Regions from separate parts of the Mus musculus genome. Here region 1 is linked to region 2. Evidence: chromatin contacts called from public HiChIP or PLAC-seq data. All regions are on one chromosome and are shown on one strand. Each heading gives the region's core, a stretch centred on a gene start, on an enhancer-like site or on the middle of the called end of the contact. The rest is flanking DNA. Distances are from core to core; before and after follow the strand shown. Region 1 has its middle 21 kb from the start of Gm26562. Region 2 has its middle 4.7 kb from the start of Gm32740.

Region 1 (6,124 bases), core at 2,092-4,591, 370 kb before region 2:
AAACCCAGAGCAGCAGAGGTAGGAGAATCATGAATTCAAGGTCATCATCTGCGACAGAATAAGTTCAAGGCCAATCTGAGCTCTATGAGACCTGCTCTATTAAAAAGAGGGAGTCGGAGAAAGCATTTGGGTGGCTTACAACAAACAAATGATACTGAGATTGTTAAAATAGTCATCCTATTTTCAAAACCATAGGAAAGAGGAGGGAAGTAAATATGCAAAACTTAAATAAAAAAATGATTCTTATTTCATTTGCTTGTTTATTGGTTCACGCATGAGCACATGCCTTGAGGTGCTTGTGGAGGTCCCAGGGCAATGGTGGGAGTCAGTTCTCTCCTTTCACCTTGTGAGCCCCGAGGACTCACAAGTCAGTCAGCCAGGCTCCACTGCAGGCACCTTTACCTACTGAGCCATCTCAACAGCCCCAGACCTGACACCTTTACTAAACTTAACTCTTAGGCTCTTGGTGACCGTAGAGGGGGAAACGATTATATGGATTCTAGGAGAGATAAAATTACATAGTTTTTGAGTTCTAAAGGAAACTTGCGAGGGATTCCTGAAGGATGTACAAAGGGCAAACGTGTTAGCAATGCCTGTAAGAAAGACATCGATGTGTTTTTTATGATGACTTTCCTGTGATGGCCCAGAGACATCACATAGAGAATCACCTTAGTGACCCAGTCTGGTAACCTTGGGGTGAAAAAGAATATAGGAAACGCCAATGTGATTGATCTAACCAGTGGGGTTGCGCGAGTGCATTCCGTGCTTCATGGCACTTTGAATTGGATCCGGGGCAGAGGAGAAGAGCAAGCTGCGGAATATACAAATGCACACGCCAGCATGGACCAGGGGCTGGCTAACTGCATCACAGAGCTAGGTCCGTCCCCAGGAACATGTGGCTCAGCTTGCTGAACTAGCTGATGTCTACATGTTGGCGTATGTCTGTGACGTGAACCCTCTCCCCTCTCACCCTTCCCTGTAGCCTCCCGTCCCCCAGCCTCAATGGTTCCACTGTTTACACCTGGATGGAGCTTGCCGCTCAATCGTTCTGCCATGCCCACTGCTGGAACCTGCCGCTTTGCTGTTCGGAGCCATACACGTGGTCACCGTACTACTGGTCCCCAGGACTATTTGGCGGGAATCGGTCCCCCCTTCCCCTCCTTCATAACTGCCTGTTGATATAGTAAAATTGAGCTTTGATCAGAGTTGGTTTTGACTTGGCTCCATTCTTTCTTCCGTCCGTTTAGTTCCTCTCTTTCAGCCTGAGCTGCCATCTCAGTTGAACCGTTCCTCACGAGCTGCTGGTCGGCCCACAACACTTCCCAACCCCATCTCATGGCCCAACACTGAGCAGAAAAGCCTCAGTAGCCTGATATCAGCTCTGTTTGGTGTTGAGAACCAGCCAAAATAGAAGAGCTTTCAAAGTCCAAAGATCATTGCCTCTTTAGGAGCAAGGGGCAGTTTTTGAAAGCTTGGGTTAGACCACCTGGGGCACAGGTTTAATTAAGGACTCCGTTACCTGCTCAGGAACAGAGCCAGGCATTCCCAGCTAGATTGCTCTGTATTTTGATTCTGTGTAGTCGCAGCTAGAATGCTCTGAGCTATGCTCTGCAGGCCCAGGCCTCTTCGGGAGGTTTTGGCTTTGGAACTCAATTAAACGGATTTCTCAAGGCCCTAGTGCTCTTCAGGCACCATGGGAAGAGGCCTTGGGTGAGTCTCTTCCCTGTCTGAGCAAGTAGGAGAATTCACACCCGTCTCCATCACATGCACAATTGTGAGGCAACGACATTTCATGTACCATGGAAACATTCTAGAAAATGAAAGTAACGTCTGGAGTTCTGCCTTTCCAGACTGTGGCTTTTCTGCTCTGCACGGGTGTGTCTTCTCTGTGTATGGTGATTACAACGATCGCTGACATTCGAGTGTAGCTTGACTTTGGGGTAAACGATACATATTTGATTGCCACAAGGCCTCTGTAAACTGTAAGAATGGGACCTTCACCTCTGGGTGGAAAGTGTCTTCCAGAGCTGAGGGAGTGGGTGGCCACTGGGGTCAAGGGTGATTTGCCCCTGTAGTCACCTCTTGCCATGTGGCCATGTTTCTTGAGAGAAGTTCCATGAGCTCTGCTCAGTTCCAAGTTCTCATTAAAAACGAGCAGTGAGGGCTGGTGAGATGGCTCAGTGGGTAAGAGCACCCGACTGCTCTTCCGAAGATCCAGAGTTCAAATCCCAGCAACCACATGGTGGCTCACAACCATCTGTAACAAGATCCATTTGTAACAAGATCTGACTTCCTCTTCTGGTGTGTCTGAAGACAGCTACAGTGTACTTACATATAATAATAAATAAATCTTAAAAAATATTTAAAAAAAAACGAGCAGTGATAGAGTCCACACAGCCTATTTCCCCAGTTCTAATAAGGACAATAACTTAGGATCTGTAAATGTGGGTGCTGCCTGTAGCGATTTAGGCAGAGCCTTGGTTGGGCATGCACTTGTGATGGCAGATTCTCTGCCATTTCTCTAGCACTTGGAAGAAGAGCCACCAAGATGCCAACCCGTGTTCTCTCTCACATAAGGTAAGAGAGTACTTTTCCAAAGCAGCTGACCTTAACCATTTCCTACAACAGGCTTTTCAGGGCCTGGACCGGCATCACCTGGAACTTGCTAGAAACTCATAGAAGCTTGGGTGGGCTGCGTGAGCTCTTCTTTCTGTCCTTCCTCCTCTCTCTGAGAGTCATGGATCTGGGACCAACCTTTCATCAGAGAATAATCTCCCGTAACTCTGTGCAGTTTGATTTTTTTCTTTTTTTAAGCTTTAGAAATTTGATTCCAATACTGGAATATCTTGCGCTTAGCCTGGAACTCTCCCTCACGGTTGCTACACAAAGGCTTTCTTTATGGAGAGGGTACTGTGGACCATCAAGTGCCTGTGTTAGGAGACGCTGGACAGCAGGACTGCTTCGCCAGACTCCAGCAAGCACATGCTGGCAGTATTCTGCTTCATCAAGTCTTTAATAGATGCCAGGGGCTCCTTTTCTAGCTTCCCTCCAAGGAGGAAAATCTACTATCTGCAGGTGTTCTCCTGGCTTCTGCCCGCCCCCGGAGCCAGCCCCATGGGAAGGGGACAGGCTTCTCAGAAATTGTGCTTTCCTGTCCCGATGGGCAGTGTTTATCTCTTCTAGAGTGACAGGCTCCTCCTCTTCCCAGGCTGGTGTTTGCCTTGTGGCCACTGAGGGAGGAAGCAGGTGGCAGGGAGTTGACCTCACGGTGCATCCCTGAGCGGGTGGGTGGATGTGCCACCAACTGTGGCGGGAGGAGGAGGGCTGATGTGGCTGATTGCTGAGTGGTTCTGAGCCACTGAGAGATAGGAGCAGCTGATGTGCTCTGGTTGGCAGAGCCTCACTGTAGACCGGAGAGGGGGTGCATTGGGGCTCTCACTCTGGGAGCTGAAGGGCTAAAAGGTTCTAACACTGTCATTCACTCTGGCATGATGAACTCTCTATGAACCTGATCAGGGGAAGGGAAGTTGAGCTGTCTAGAACAGTGTCTGGGATTTAGTAGGTTCTCAATAAATATGTATTGACTTAGTAATTCGGTTTGTCTCCAACCTTTCTCCCTCAGGCTCCCATTGGACTGACAAGGAAGGAAGCAAAATCCTGTTTCAGCAGCATGCGCCTACCTGTAATCCCAATATTTGAGAGGCCGATGCAGGAGGATGTCCAGTTCCAGTCTGGACTATACAAGATTCTCCCAAACGAACAAAGTCAATCAACCAACTAATAAGCAACCCTCTCCCTTGCTGCCCCAATAAATGATTAGTTAAAAAATAGAGACTTGTTCCTGGCTATGGTGGTCACCTGCCCTGGGGATGAATAAAACAAAACCATAGAAGGATGTCTTACTTTCTGCCAATGTGGCCAAGGAGAAGCTCAGACTGACTGATGAAATCAATGTCTGATACCAGGAACAGCAGATGAGTCAGGGTGAGGGAGGGGAACCTTCCCATCCCATCCCACCCTCCCTGACCTCTCATGCCTTCCGGGGGCTGGGGGTTCGGAACTGCTAACTCATCCTCAGATTTTTGCTGTCATTTAAGACAACAACTCCTCTGGCTTTAGTCTCTCTCTCTCTCTCCCTCTCTCTCTCTCTCTGTCTCTCTCTCCAAGAAAAGTTTGTGAACCCCCAAAAAAGACCACAAAGGAGCCAAAAGCAATCACATTAGTGTCTCTTTATTCAAGTCTAGCTTGGGCCACACCAAAGTCTCTGACAAGGAGACTAGGAGGGGGTCTTCTGAGCCCAGTTTCAGGAAAGCATTTATAGAGGCAAGAAGGGGGTATCTAGGCTGATACACATCTGATGGGGGGGGGGGGGCGTTACGAACTGATGCTGGAAGCCAAACCATAAACTTAACTTCTGTTTGCCTCCTGATTGATGGTTGTTAGGGAGTGAAATGTCAGGGATGGGCTTGTAACCTGGAAGTGCAGATTTGTTGGGGAATAACTTGGAAACTGGTGCTAGACACAGATTTTGTTGGAGGATAGCCTGGAGACTGGTGCTAGGTGCTGGCCTGCTAGTTAACTTGAGTTCAGCCTTAAGTCAGGTACTCTAAGATGGAGTCTGAACTCAAAAGATTGGTCTCTCAATACTTGCTCGTATGTACATGTCCTGAGGCCTGAGGTCAATACTGGATGTCTTCCTTGATTGCTTCTCACATGATTGTTGGTGTTATCGTCCTTGGAGATTCAAGGTCTGAGCATTGACTTGTTATCTTAAAGACCTATTTTTGACTGGGTTCAGAAGTAGAAGCTCTGAGTGAGGACAGCCTATTTCTTGGTCATCTATTCCTGCCATTTTCTTTGGCTTCCTTCACTCTCTTATTTAAAAGTTTATCCCATTCTACAGCCTCCTTGTTTTTATTGTTTCCTCCCACGATATGATGATGCTTGTGTTTCAGGACACGTGGATAATAAGACATGAATCCTGGATGCTGCTGTTGTGCCAGGAAGACCACCAAGGAGCCGCCTCTGATGTAATCACATTAGGGTCTTTTTATTATAAACTCAAGTTTGGGCTTACTCAACACTGACCCACGGGACAGACTGGTGAAGTAGCCCCAAACCCTCCTTGGAACAGGGTTTTATAGGGAAATAGGTGCTAGTGAGGGGTGTTCAGCCTAGCAAATATCTAACTGAGTGACTATTGTAATCCGACAGGTGGGCACGCTGAAGCGAATGGTCTGAAAGTACACCTGAAACAATCATGCTAACCTTTGATTAACTGTTTTTAGGACGTAGCTAGGGAGTGACTCTGAAGTATGGGACAAGGACAAGCTGTGAGGTCCTTGCTGATACTTGGGTGTAGCTTGGGTTCAGCTGCAGGTCAAGTTTGTAGGCTTTTTTTTTTTTTTTTCCTTTTAAAATGGAGGCCTGTCCCAAGATGGAATAAGTTTGGCCTCTCACTGTGGTCCTCGGTTTCTTACCTTCTTTTGTTTAACGGTTTTCTGATAACATATTGGTGGACACCATTTTCTTTTGAGAGATTAAAAAGCTTTTGGATCCTGCTAGTTCTTTTGGGCCCCAACTGCGGAAGCACAGTAGTAAGTCTCCTCTCTCTCTCTCTCTCTCTCTCTCTCTCTCTCTCTCTCTCTCACACACACACACACACACACACACACACACACACCACACACACACACACACACACACACACACACACACACACACACACCACACACACACACAACCAAGTTGAGAACACTCAGATTAGCTCCCACAATGCATCTGCAAACAGACTTATACATCCTCTCTCCAGTTCTCTCTATTTGGTGTAGAACAAGAATGCCCCTTTCTCAACAGCAGATGTACCCACTGCACTGTGGGTAAAGACACATTGTTTCCCAGAAAACTTTATTTGTCATGAGTAAAGACACATTGTTTCCTGGGAAAACTTTATTTGTCATGAGTAAAGACACATTGTTTCCCAGAAAACTTTATTTGTCATGAGTAAAGACACATTGTTTCCTGGGAAAACTTTATTTGTCATGAGTAAAGACACATTGTTTCCCAGGAAAACTTTATCTGCCATTTCCCCCACTTATGCAGACCATGTAACTCTTCTACTCTT
Region 2 (6,600 bases), core at 1,507-4,006:
TTCACCCATCTGGTGACATGTGTGGACTGTGTGGGGAGAAGCAGTGAGGGATTCGGTGAGAGCAAAGTCAGGGTAGAGAGCTTATACCAGCATTCCCACTAGTCTACACCAGGCAGAAAGAATTGAGCTGTCAGGGAAACTGTCTACCACCAGGCAGGAAGATCTGATCTGTTACGCACACTTTCTCCCCTGGCCAGCTAAAGAACTTATCTGGGTATTATCTGGGAACACGTGGAAACTCATATCTGGCCCTTCATTGCCCCAGAAGCCAGCCTTGGTGGATGGTTTGTGATCGGTGTAAGAATGTGTAGGCACTCTGCTGCTTCTGTCTGAGGGCCCTGTGTCTAAAAGGCTGGATAGCTCCATTGCCTTATGACACTGCTTCAGAAGTCTGGAGCCAGTGTGCTTCTCCTTAGGTATGAAGAATGCCAAATTTCAAAGGCTGGATCCTCCCTTTCTGCTGCTTCCTGTTGTGTCACCGCCCTTAAAAAAATTTAATCTTGAAAAATTTCGTATAATGTATGGCCACCCTTCTTTATACAGCTGCAAGCCTTTGATGTATTGTCTGTCTAAAAATAGTTACAGTGTTGTGTGAGTGTAACTAGTCTGTCTGTCTGTCTGTCTATGTATGTTGATAGGCACATCTGTCTGTGTATGTTAGTGGGCACATGGTATAGAGTATGTGAGTAGGTCAAAGGAACATTTGTAGGAATTGGTTCTCTCCTTTCACCATGCCTTGACCCTTGGAAGCATAGGTCTTCAGGCTTGGTGACTGGCACCCCTGCCCACTGAGTAGTCTCACCAACACACAGTTCTTGATTTCATTTACTCCAAGCCTGTCTAAGTCCTGCCTCTGGCTTGTGATATATTTTGGCTTTGGGGTATCTCCTGCCTATTTGATGGCATCTCTGTATGTTGACTTGGCTCTTTTAGAGGACAGCTTGCATACTCTTGGCCTGTCTTCTTCAAAGTCTTTACTTCTGAAAACATTGTCTTCGTGGCATTTCTAAATTTATGCGGCAGCTTAGCTCTCAGAGAACTGGGATATACTGTAGGCCCGTGGACTGTGCCACTAGATGGGCATGGGACTGGTGAGGTGGGGCATGCTCAAACCCCAGGAATCTCAGAGATCAGAGACTGTAGAAGTTGGGGCTTCTCCCTCCCTGCTCAAATGCCTGCTCTGGAGCACATAACCACAGCACTCAGATAATATGCCCAGGGCCCTCAGTTATGTAGCACACCATCCGGAAAGCCTCTCCATGCTAATGAGGCATTTCAATAGCCTTAGCCTTCAGCCAATGACCTTTCCTCCCTGGATATTCTCACAACCTTACCCAAAATTATATAATCAATCCCTAGTTCACCCTGAATAAAGTGTATTCATTTATATCTACCCCCAATAAAGAAATATGAACAAGCTAAAATAACAGCTGCTTCTTTAAGGATTGCCATGGGGAGGGTCTTTGCTTAAAAGAGCCGTTACACTAAGTTTCCCTAAAGAAGACCTTCCCTCTTCTGCCACCCCTGTGGCATTTGCTCCCAGCCTGGAATCCTGCCCATCCTCGACTCTACGTTCCCCTTCTGGCCTGGTGTGCAGCAGTGTCTGATGCCTGGAAGGGAGGCAAGGACCCAGATGAGAATTGGGTATTTAATTTTAAGAATAATTGGAGGTCATTTTAGGATTAGAGGTGGACCATGTCACCATCAGGACTCTACTTTTTCCCAGGAACCTTGACATGGTAGACTGTGTGGACAGAAGGGGTGAGGGTTTCAGTTGGAACAATTCCAGCCCAAGATTAACTATGGGTAAAGTGCCTGTACCACCACTACCATCACCCTACCACCAGGCAGAAAGATCTGGTCCATCAGGGAAATGAGGCACACTTTCTCCAATAGCCAGCCAAAGGTGGCATTCTGTTTGTGTCACAGGGATGGCAGAATACCTACTATATGGTGAACATAGGTATGTATCCCTGTCTCAAGAAGGAAGTACTTAACTCCTCTATGGGGCTCAGTGTCCCCTTAAAGGGCTAGCTTCTAAATAATAACTTTTAATACATTGTGGTCCCATGTTCTGAATCTCCACTTGTGGCACCTGGACACCACCGATACACTGGCTCAGGGAGGGGAGGACTGGGCAAAGTCTGGGATGGGGAGTCTGCAGTCTTTGCCTCCCTTCCAGGCGTCAGACACTGCTGCACACCAGGCCTTAACTAGTCTCAGTTGTGATTTCCAATTGTTTTCTGCATGTATTCTAGTATTCTTGGCTGCATTTCTTCCTCTTCCTCCTCCTCCTCCTCAGATAGGGTCTCATGCAGCCCAAGTAGTTTTGAACTCCTTGTGTAGCTGAGGCTAGTCCCAGACTTGGAATCCTCTGGCCTCATCTTTAAAATGTAGCAGCTAAGGATGCATGCCCCCAGTGGTTGCTTTTTCATAGCACTGCACAATGCTTTCCACATTTCTTGAAGACTTCCTGTCTTCATCTATTCTTTCCTCTTGTTCCTTCTGTTTGGTGGAAACATTTTCCCAACCAAGTGAAGCTCAGGAGGGGTCTTGAATGGTGGCCAGGGAGTCTTCCGTCATCTGCACTCACAGCTTTGAAGATCACCCTTGAGTTTTCAAGACCCACCTTCAACCTCAATAGGCTTAAGACATCTCCCAGTAAATCTTTGTGCTTTTGCTCATTCTCCATGTGCGTCAGTACTCTTAGACATACAGCCTTTCTGTAGGTCTCATTCTAGTGAGACTAAAAGTCTTTTGAAGATAAGATTTGATCTTTCCTTTCCTGTGTTATGCACACAGTGCTCTCTCACGGAAGAGCAAAGTTTGTGCATCTGCTGCATCAAGCAATGACTCTAAACAAAGGAGGGACCTTTCCACAGATCGCCTTCTCCTTCTAGCTTCTTTTTAGGTCAAATAGACCTGCCACAAAAAGGAATGATCTTGGCTAGGAGTGGTAGTAAATGCCTTTAATCCCAGAACTCAGGAGGTAGAGATAGGTGGATCTGTTTGAGTTAGAGGCCAGCCTAGTCTACAGAGGGAGTTCCAGGCCAGCGAAGGCTACATAGTAAGACACTGTCTAAAGAAATTGAAATAAATAACTACGTAGATAAAAAAGGAATGATCTTTGGGGTCATAATAGAAAACCAGTCTTAAGCATAAACTGTTGGATCAAAAACCTAGTGTGTTTCCAATCACTTTCACCATGCAATGGCTCTCATGCTCTGCCCACATGGAAACTCACGCTGTGGTTGCTGAAAGTTGATTTCTGTGGCCACCGCTTACACATAACGAAGGATATCGCGTGTGGTTATTTTAGATCTAGGAAAGTCAACCTTGAAAGCTTCAAACCTATTCAGCCAATCTCTACTTAGGAAAAAAAAAAAAAAAAGAACAGATGGAGTTGTTTCTTCAAAGCATTTGATTATCGAGCACACATTTTACGGGACCTCAAGGGTCACTGAGGTTCCTGTCTTATCACTCGAGCTGCATTCCTGAACCTGTAAAAGAAATGAGCTGCTTAGCGTGTTCCTTTGTAGCTGGCCCCCACGCCTTTGGATCTACCTGTTTTCAGGATGCCTTTGGGCAGCCATAATGAAAGGATATTTTCCTATACGGTATGGAGGCTAGTCTCCTCACAACAGCTTGGCAAGGAGAAGAATAAAATCTATTTTACATCTCCTGAATGACTCTAATTGGGTTTTGAAGACCAAACAATTCCCTTCAGTACAGCTGGGGCTTTGGGTAGCCCCAAACCAATTAACTCAAATTATATAATTTCCCCCCACCCCCACCCCTGCTCCCTAAACTTGACTTGCCTAGTTAGCAGTGAGGGGAATTAGTTCAGATGCCTCTGCTGCCTGGCACAATGAGCGAACTCAGCTGTGGGCCAGCCAGAAGCATCTTGCCTGTGGAAAGGAATAAAGGCACACTCGAGTTGAGTGGCCGTGTCCTTGGTATGGCTCTCTCCTCCTTCTACAGTGTAATTCCAAATTTGGCATAAATATATTAATGGATTATGGGAGAGAGGAAAACATCCGAGCCTTTGAATGGGAGCAAGCAAGCTTGCTCTTGGAAATGTGCAAGGCTCATTACGGCACCTAGATTTGTGAGGTGGCGGCCAGAGCCATGGGAACTGTCTGAGGAGGACTCTTAGCAGGTGTGCGCCTGCACTCCAGTGGTTGTTTGAAGGCACAGGCGTGATATTGAGAGTAGATTTCCTCTTTCTTCTTGTGTGATTTGAGATTGAGATGAGAATAAGAGAAATGATAAAATCCTGTGACAATTCTAAGTATGGATCTATCTTCCATATTATACCATTATTTACTTGTTTTATGTATGTGAGTACACCATCACTGCCTTCAGACATACCAGAAGAGTGCATTGGATCCCATTACAGATGGTTGTGAGCCACCATGTGGTTGCTGGGAATTGAACTCAGGACCTCTGGAAGAATAGTCAGTGCTTTTAACCACTGAGCCATCTCTCCAGGCCTATCTTCCATATTAAAAGTACAATGATCTTAAAGTCAGAACAAGAGTCTGACTGTAGGCCGAAAATCTTTTGCAAATTTTGTTACAAACAGCTCAATCCCCTCCCCTATTTTCTATACAACATTGTGTTCTATTATCCTTTTAACAAGATCCTTGACACAAGATCCTCGTGACTCTTAATACTGGCAAGTTACATGTAAGCCTCGTCAGTTCAGTGTTAGAAAGAAAGGATCGTTGTCAGTTCCAGCATCCCAACCGTAGGTCTCTCGGGGATGCTCACACTCACAGTCTGTCTGTGAGATCCCAGCTTCTAAGTGCTGACCTTCCAGATATCAAAAGGAGAAAAGAGCAGACACCCCTCAGTGACTCTCTTCTCGTCTAAGAATATAAAATATAGTGGTGAGCTTGCCCTGGTGTTTTCTCACACATTCCTGTCTGAGCAGATGCCGCCCTGGAAACTGTTGGCTCCTTTGACTGCAAGATTCCAGCAGCCTCCTGCAGCAGGCCATGAGAATCTGGGTGCTGGGAGTTACTTTTCAGGTCTGACTGCTCATGCAGAAGAGGAAACTGAAAGAATTGTAGTCATCTCAGAAGCGAGTAGGCCATGGTCTACAGCAACTATGAATGAAATGTCATTTTGTCTTTTGTATGTGTGTATATATTTAAATACAGTTTGTGTTTCATAAAATAAATGAATATTATTGAACCTAAAGATACCTTTCTTGCTGGGTGTGGTGGCTCATGCCTTTAATCCCAGCACTCGGGAGGCAGAGGCAGGTGGATTTCTGAGTTCGAGACCAGCCTGGTCTACAAAGGGAGTTCCAGGACAGCCAGGGCTACACAGAGAAACCCTGTCTCTAAAACAAACAAACAAACAAACAAACAAACACAAAAAAATATACCTTTCTTTTTCTTGTCCCACAATGGAAATTCATCCCAACTTTAAACCTAGTTTACTCCAGTCAATCTTGAAGGCAATGTATCAGGTAAGATTTAGAATTTTCACTCTTGGTTATATGGCAGCAGTCATTGGAATACCTTCGAATGATTTTGCAGCCCTGCTTGAGCTGGAACTCACTATGCAGTCCAGGCTGGCCCTGAAGTGACTGTCTCTGTTTCCCAAGTACTGGGATTGAAGGTGTACACTACCACTCTCAACCTCCTTTTCCTTCTTCTCTCCAAGACTTTCTGAGATCAAGCTGAGGAATCGACAGGTTGCTCACTGGTTTTCTTCAAAAGCCACTAACATCAGTGTTGAGTGCATGTTTTTCCTCCCGGCCCCAAACTCCTGTAATAATGACTCTGAGACAGGAAATGTATTTACAAACACCTTAGGCATACATTTTTTTGGTTGGTTCCCCGATTAGATCATAACTTAATATCTCATTTATTCTAATGTAAGTTCTGCCACGTGGCTTCTATCTTCTTCCATGTTCTCAGGTGAAACCCCCGACCCTTCTCTCTATCCCAGAATTCCATCTCCCTACCGGATGTCTCACCTTCTATTTCTTGCCTAAGCTTATAGGCCAATCAGCATTTGATTGACAGGTGCTTCATGCATACAGTACACAAGAGATTCCCTCTACACATTAGTGTCCCAGAGGTAGAGGACCAGCTTTTCAAGGCCTTTGAAGTTACGGTACCAATGATCAAGGCTTGGGCTTCCTCTTTTGAAAGTCTCCATCTTTGGGGATGTGGGTTCCTAAATTCAGGAGCCATAGGCCCAAGGACAAGACTCAGAGTACAGCTACCAATTGAAACAGAGACAGTAGATTTTCAAATTTAAATTCTGAAAAAAGAGCTGGAGAGATGGCTCAGCAGTTAAGAGCACTGACTGCTCTTCTAGACGTCCTGAACTCAATTCCCAGCAACCACATGGTGGCTTACAACCATCTGTAATAGAATCCAAAGCCCTCTTCTGGTGTGTCTGAAGACAGCTACAGTGTACTCACATACATAAAATAAATAAATGAATAAATCTATAAAAAAAATCTAAAGAGAATGTTAAAAATGATTTGACTTCTTTCTTGGGAAAGAAATGGGGGAGCCATGGCAGACTAGAAATGAAACTGACTTGTTCAAGGTCAAGTGTTGACATAATGGTACA

Evidence for each region. HiChIP or PLAC-seq counts read pairs in DNA pulled down with a chosen protein or histone mark.
Region 1: an H3K27ac HiChIP or PLAC-seq map of T-cell acute lymphoblastic leukemia shows a contact between it and region 2, with 3 times the contacts expected there. The contact joins two enhancer-like sites. A contact is called at or near these places in 4 of 15 datasets of contacts at CTCF or cohesin (the NIH/3T3 cell line, embryonic stem cells and large pre-B cells), 13 of 484 Hi-C or Micro-C datasets (CD8 T cells, the G1E-ER4 cell line, Sertoli cells and 7 more), 13 of 115 datasets of contacts at active chromatin or transcription factors (T-cell acute lymphoblastic leukemia, bone marrow-derived dendritic cells, embryonic basal ganglia and 7 more) and 1 of 9 other capture datasets (embryonic stem cells).

What each region holds. Positions count from the first base shown.
Region 1 is chr16:30,224,673-30,230,796 of GRCm38.p6, reverse strand. No RefSeq gene overlaps it. Among named protein-coding and RNA genes, the nearest start is that of Gm26562, 21 kb to the right of the region's middle. Within about 2 kb of position 3,341, at least 55 of the 459 cell types and tissues checked have an H3K27ac peak or open chromatin away from gene starts, as enhancers often do. A contact at or near this core is called in T-cell acute lymphoblastic leukemia, where this site is marked.
Region 2 is chr16:29,852,562-29,859,161 of GRCm38.p6, reverse strand. No RefSeq gene overlaps it. Among named protein-coding and RNA genes, the nearest start is that of Gm32740, 4.7 kb to the left of the region's middle. Within about 2 kb of position 2,756, at least 9 of the 459 cell types and tissues checked have an H3K27ac peak or open chromatin away from gene starts, as enhancers often do. A contact at or near this core is called in T-cell acute lymphoblastic leukemia, where this site is marked.